Linked DNA regions of Sus scrofa: region 2 is linked to region 1. The links are chromatin contacts, called in public Hi-C maps. All regions are on one chromosome and are shown on one strand. The core of a region is the stretch at or near the end of the contact, and the rest is flanking DNA. Distances in the headings are between cores, read along the strand shown. Region 1 has its middle 13 kb from the start of ZNF395. Region 2 overlaps EXTL3 (exostosin-like 3).

Region 1 (3,288 bases), core at 144-2,643:
AAGTCTGATAGATTAATCTGCCTGGTTTCTTCACTAACCTTTAAATATCTACCATGGCCCAGTACATACAGGGAGGCTTCAGGAATGAGGGATAGGACACAAAGAAACCCAGCCCAGAATAATTTCTTTGTTTTCTTATATACCAAGAGCTGTCTTCAACAGTTTACCTATATTAACTCATTTAATCCTCACAACACCTCCATGAGGTAGGTAGTATCATCATATGACAACTGCAGGCAAAGTCACATGGCTTGCCCAAGATACCTAGTGGGGGAAGAGCTAGGACTGGAATTCAGGCCGTCTGGCCCCAAGTCCACTCCCAAACTTTAGATGAAACTGTCTCTCGGTAAAGATTTTCTTGTCTTCCAGTTTTGATCTCTTTCCTGGAGCTACCTTGAGAGGGACAGAAGGTAGAGGGCAGATACATTTTCCCTGGGGTGGGGGAGATCTGGAGGGTATTAACTGACAACCAAGGCCGGAACTACCGGTTCAGGGTAGTCAGACTCTGAATTGCAGGAAAGGATGAGGATAGAGAGAAAGCCCTGGCAAACAGGAGGTCTGATGTTGGTTGGGGATCTAGGAGACCTTTTCACCTTTTTGAACCTCAGGTTTTTCCCTACCTTCCAAGTAAGAGAAAGGGAAGGGAGCTGGGCCAGGTGAGTTGGCGGGTCCCTCTAAAGTTCTGGTTACGGAGAGGTAATGCATGGAGAGGTGTGGGAAGAGCGTCGGTGTGTGCAGGAGCACGTCTCTGTGGGTGGTGGCAGGAAGGCGGTGTGTTCGCGCAGTAGGGGGTTTGTGAGTAGGCAGGACTCCGTGGACAGGGCAGAAAACTTCAGAGGCTTGACTGAGTGGGGACTTGTGGGCTAGGAGTGGGGAACGCGTCCTGCGGCGGGGCTGTGCGAGAAGGAGGAGCAGGAGGAGCAGCAGCAGCAGCAGTGGCGGAGTCACTGGGAGGCCTAGTGCAGCGGTCGACGGGCAAGCGGCCAAGATCGAGGGCCCCAGCCCCGCCGGCGGAGGGGCGGGCCGCAGGCCCGGCAGACTCGGGGGAGTGAGGGAGGCGAGGCCCGGCCCGCCCTCCCCGCCTCCGCGGCCGCCGCCGCCAGGGCCCGCAAGGCTCCGCCCACAACACAAGTCACGTGTGCGCCACGCACCCTCTTCGGGCACCGGCTGGGGGCGCGCGGGCGGGGGGCTGGGAGTGGGGTCCCGAGGGAGGAGGCTCCGGGGGTGGGTAGGGGACTGGGCCGCAGGCCCGGACCTGGCAGCAGCCGGCGGACGCCGCGAGGGGAAAGGGGGCGGGGCCTGTCGCGAAGGGCGGGGCCTGTTGCTGAGGCCTGCGCAGGAAACCAGGAGAGGGGGCCGGTCCGACTGGCTGCCAGTCGGGCCGCTTGTTTACTCCAGGCGGGGGAGCTTTAACCCGAAGGGCGGGAGGGCAGCCGGGAAAATGCGGAGCTGGATCCGGTAGCTCCCGGAGTGGGAGTGGGGCGGAGGAGGGGCGGAAGGCGGGACTGCAGCGAAGGTGCCAAGGCCTCTGCGTTCCTGGAAGGGTCGCGGTAAAGACACCCAGGACAGCTTTTGTTTGTTTTTTTTTGTTTTTGGATGTGTGTATTTTTTAAATTTCCTAGCCTGTTCAGTGCCACCCCTCTCCTCCTGCCTGCACCCTGCGCGCGCGCGCGCACACACACACACACACACACACACACACACACACACACTCACTAGTTGGTGAAGGGTTTCTCGGCTTCGATCCTTTCCGTCCTGCAATTCCTTAACCCTAGAGCGGGCTCCTCAGAGGAGAGGGCTGTGCAGAAGTGCTCGTAGGGATCCCTGCCTTATGGGGTGGATGTCTGCCGCTCTTCTTAATCCAGGAAATGATTCAGTTGCAGTATCGTCATATATTTTGCGTGTCTGTGTGTGGCTCCAGTTACACAAATAAGTTAACTTTATATTCTAGGCATTCCAGCCTTGAACTTCATTTTCCAATTTGCATGGTAGATGATAAAGTTTTTGGTAAAATGTAAAGTGTTCCATAAATGTAATTCGTAAAAAAATTGAGAACGGCAGGCACTGTTGACAATGCCTTCCTCAACTAAGTCAGTTTTCCATTTTCTGAAAAATCACCTGGTACCGTATACTGTCACATATAATTTAATATTGTACTGGTGACTACCGTGCAACCATTTTCTACCTGAGAAACTGAGGCTCAAAAAGAAGTGGCATAATAACAACAACCAAAAAAGAAGTGGCGTGTCAGAAATCACCCAGCTGGTAAAAGAAGCACAGGAACTTGAGCCCCTTTGACTCTCAGAGGCTGTCCTTCCTTCCCTCCCTCCTGTTTGTGTAGTGGACATTTGTAATCTCTTTTCTCCAGCATTCCTTCCTTTGGGACATCAGTCTTCTATTCCCTGTGATTTTATTTAGGCTCAAAATCATAGTAACCCAGCCCTCTGGCAACAGTAGTCCAAAGCGGGACATTTTAACTAAGCAGAATCAATTAGATTCTGGAACTAATATGCGAATACTGAGAGAAAATTTTGTTTTCTGCTGGTGTTGCTAAATCGGGTAGTTGCCAGCAACAGGCTTCCTAAGTGTAGGAAGGAAACTCTTTTGGGGGGTGGGGGGTAAGGAATTCTCTTTTGAAGGAGAAAAGCACAGGACTCATAAGAAGAGACAAGCAGAAATGAGAGATTGAGAGAGCACAAACCCTGACAATTTTGTTTAAACCTGAGATCTGGCTGTGTCTGTGGCCAGTACAAACTCCTGGATTTCCCAGTTAAGTGAGCCAACAAATTTTTTTTTTTTTTTTTTTTTTTTTTTTTTTTGCTTAAGCTAGCATGAATTGAGTTCCTGTCACTTGTCTCCAAAGAGAGGCCTGATGAATGTTTGGCAGGATATTATTTATTTATCCCTCAGAAAATAATGGAAGTTGGGTGCTGGCCACAACTATCACTTCTTAAGTATTCTAGTTCCAGTGAGTCATACCAAGTATGAGTACCATGGATACGAGCAGATAGAAGAAAATAGAATTCTTCCTCAATATTACTGTATGATAAACAGGACACCAGCCAAGAAACCCAAATCAGAAGTTGGATAGACAACATTTAACCTTGGACTATTGAGACAGTCAGATCATGAAGGGGGTAAGATGGAGATTTTTATTTTTTAATTTTAATTTTTTTTCTTTTTAGGGCCACACCTGCACCATATGGAAGTTCCCAGGCTGGGGATCTTATTGGAGATCCCATATGTCACAGCCACATGGGATTCGAGCCATGTCTGTGACCTACACCA
Region 2 (3,531 bases), core at 982-3,481, 300 kb before region 1:
AACTGAGGACTTAAGCATCGGACGAGAAGCCTCTCAGCTCTGAGGGACTGCTCCAAAGCGGTAGAGGAGGGGCCAGGATGTACAGGAGTTTTTGGCAACAAAGACTAGATAGTAGGAACTTCAAAAAATTACTGTTTAAGAAAACCAGATATCCCAAGTTATTGAATTTATTAGCACTTTTCTATGTATGGAAAGAGGCAAGAGTCTGGGCTCACTGAAATCATCCCTGTGACTAGCACCTCAGCTGTCTGAGGCCCGTGTCCTGTTCCTTTCCCATCCCGAGTCCCCTCAAGGTGCACCACTGGAGGGGGTGGGGAAGGACTGCAGTAGCTTGACAGTTGCAACATCCTTTGTTTACTGATATGGCAGGCACCATTGTTCATTCACAATTCTTCATAATAGCAAAAAATAGTAATAAATTAAATGTCCAAGATTAGAAGAAATATTAAATATGAAGTATGATAAAGCCATGTAATTAATACTATTATTTTGTGTCAATAAGCTTTCAATCACCTTAAATAAAATGGGGAAATGTTCACAGTATCATGTTAAATGGAAAAATACAGATTCCATGGTATGGAAGGAGGGAGTGTAAAAACAGGTTTTTAAAAAAGGTCCTCAGATGGATTTTGCTGAAGAATTTTTCCAGAACAGTCAACTTGATGTGCAAGTGCTCAGAGCATAAACTAATTTCTCTATGGTTTTCCATTCCTTAAGAAAACAGGACTTTGATTTTATGCTATAGAGGCATAGAATTGACAGTTTTAGGGCTCTAGGCCTCCCTAATGAGACAGAAAACTCAAGTTGAAATTTGCTAAGCCACATGTAAATCAGCTTTAGGACTCAGGCCCCTACCTTCAACCTGCATGGATGAATTCAACTTGAGTCTCTGATTTTGTCCTCCCTTCATCATGACTTATTTTCTGATTCATCAGGCCCCCTACTTCACAATTCCTTGTCCTTCTTGACTCATATGCACCTTTTTCTATTTTAACTCATAAAGAGGTGGACTATATGACCTCAAAGATCCTTTTGATTTTTTTTTTTTTTTTTTTGCTTTTTAGGGCCACACCTGCAGCATATGAAGGTTCCCAGATTGGGGTCGAATCGGAGCTGCAGCTGCTGGCCTACACCACAGACATAGCAACTTGGGATCTGAGCCGCATCTGCAAGCTACACCACAGCTCATGGCATTGCCGGATCCTTAACCCACTGAACAAGTCCAGGGATCGAATCTGCATCCTCAAGGATACTATTTGGTTTCATTACCAGTGAGCCATGACGGGAACTCCCCCAAAGATCCTTTTGGATTATAGCACCAACTGCCTTGCACACAAAAAGCAATACATCTCCCCCAAAGATCCTTTTGGATTATAGCACCAACTGCCTTGCACACAAAAAGCAATACATATCAGTTTTATAGCAGGGGGATATAATGCCAACATATCAACTCAAGGTAGCACCCCAAAATTTGCTTTTGTTTCACCTGCAAAATTTCAAGCCTAATGCTTTCTATTAAGGCCCCCCCCTCTTAGTTTTCCACTGAATTCATTAATAAAAATTTAGGGTCCTCATCAACTATTTTTCCACTCTGCCTTTATATTTTACAGCTCCACTTCAAATATAAAGAAAAGAAGTCATGCTAGGAAGAGTAAGTCAAGGCTGGAACAAACTCAGGATATAAAGAAGACTTTTTATCAGTCTGGAATATCTAAGCAGATAACATTAAAAAAGAGATAAAGGCAAAGTTCAGCACTTAGGTCCCCAAACTACAGGGAAATGATTTAGTTTAATAATAGCATGCATGCACACACAGCAATGTGATTTCAGTTAACTGTAATTTCAATGCATCAAGACTATATGACATTAAGAAAAAAACCTGTCACCTGTTTTTGTGTTATTGCTGTTTTTTTAAAAAGTATAGTGTTGAAGAAACCCAAAAGAGTAAAGTTACTCGCTACCCTGTCAGATGACAGTGTTACTGAATACTGCCTGCTCTGAGTGCCACAGCTTCCGAGGGGTATTAACAAAGTGAATGGAGGGCAGAGGGCTAAGAAGTTGGTGAGAGGATTTTAAAGTGTCAAGTAAAACATCTGAAGGAAATGGGGATACTTAGCCTGTGGAACAGAAGACCTAGGAAAAGGATGGCCACCTTAATGACTAAAGTGGCCCTGAAAGTGAAGTAAATGAGTGACGCCAGCAGGCAGACTTTAGCAAAACAGAGACTATATTTAGCACTTAAGGGAGATTACTACTATCAGAAACATGAGCTATCACTGAAGCCTCCAATGTTGTTCTAAAGACATGCCAGACATAGAGGTTTTTCTTTTTTGCATCCTCTTCTTTTTTAATTAGGGCTGCACCCGAGGCATATGGAAGTTCCCAGCCTAAAGGTCGAATTGGAGCTTCAGCTGCTGGCCTACACCACAGCCATAGCAACCCGGGATCCTAGCAGCGCCTGCAGCCTACACAACAGCTCACGCCAAGGCCGGAGCCTTACCCCACTGAGTGAGGCCAGGGATCAAACCCCCAACCTCATCGTTTCATGGCGGATTCGTTTCCACTGGAAACGAACTCTAAGAATAGACTTCTGAAGTTCTATAAGGTGACACTCATAGAGAGGCAAACTGCAAGTCAAAATGGAAGAGCGTCCTAAAAACTAGTCTGCATTTTATTTATTTTTGGTATTTTTGTCTTTTTAGGGCCACACTCGTGGCATATAGAGGTTCCCAGGCTAGAGGTCCAATTGGAGCTGTAGATGCTGGCCTACACCACAGCAACGCCAGATCCGAGCCGCGTCTTCGACCTACACCACAGCTCATGGCATGCCAGATCCTTAACCCACTGAGCGAGGCCAGGGTTCGAACCTATATCCTCATGGATGCTAGTCAGGTTCGCTAACCTCTGAGCCACGAGAGGAACTCCTAGTCTGCATTTTAAAGTGGGGTGCCCAGGGAGGTTCACATCACTCTTAAGTCTTCAAACAAGGGACAGGTCAGTAAATATTATTGGGCAATTCGAGAATTCTGCTTCTTACTACATCTGGTCAAATACCTAGATCTCCCCAAGTCTCAGTTTTCTTTCCTACCTTCCTTCTCCCTCAAAAAGGGAATACTGTAACATTTAGCCTATCTCTCAGTTACGATAAGGGTCAAAATCTATGTGAGAACAAAGTATATAAAAGTACTACATTATTACAAAGAACTATAGTAATTTAAGACATTACTGTAATCTACCATCACAATGTACTTATGTACATCTTCTCTCTCTTACTGTACCGGCTAAGGGCATATTCAAATCTAATTCATTTTTTTTTTAATTCCTCCCTCAGAGTACCAAATATCTTTGGGGGAAAAAAAAAAGGTTTAAAAGGAAGTTGGAGAAGAGGATTAAAACAATGACACTATAAGAGGTTTAAGATAATGAACAGTCAACAAAGCAAAGATCCAGGAGGTTAATCATTAATATCCCTGGTCAGTCTAAAAGGTATTGGGCACAGTCGGAGGAATGTACAAAAGTAATAACACGTGT

The links. A called contact is a pair of places that touch in the nucleus more often than the background predicts.
Region 2: a contact with region 1 is called in a Hi-C map of heart right ventricle, with 2.6 times the contacts expected there. The contact joins two enhancer-like sites. A contact is called at or near these places in 5 of 47 Hi-C or Micro-C datasets (alveolar macrophages, embryonic fibroblasts, heart right ventricle and 2 more) and 1 of 2 datasets of contacts at active chromatin or transcription factors (alveolar macrophages).

Annotation. Positions count from the first base shown.
Region 1 is chr14:12,195,441-12,198,728 of Sscrofa11.1, reverse strand. No RefSeq gene overlaps it. Among named protein-coding and RNA genes, the nearest start is that of ZNF395, 13 kb to the right of the region's middle. Within about 2 kb of position 1,393, at least 68 of the 83 cell types and tissues checked have an H3K27ac peak or open chromatin away from gene starts, as enhancers often do.
Region 2 is chr14:12,493,686-12,497,216 of Sscrofa11.1, reverse strand. The region is part of intron 1 of EXTL3 (exostosin-like 3); the gene reads right to left. Among named protein-coding and RNA genes, the nearest start is that of EXTL3, 58 kb to the right of the region's middle. Within about 2 kb of position 2,231, at least 5 of the 83 cell types and tissues checked have an H3K27ac peak or open chromatin away from gene starts, as enhancers often do.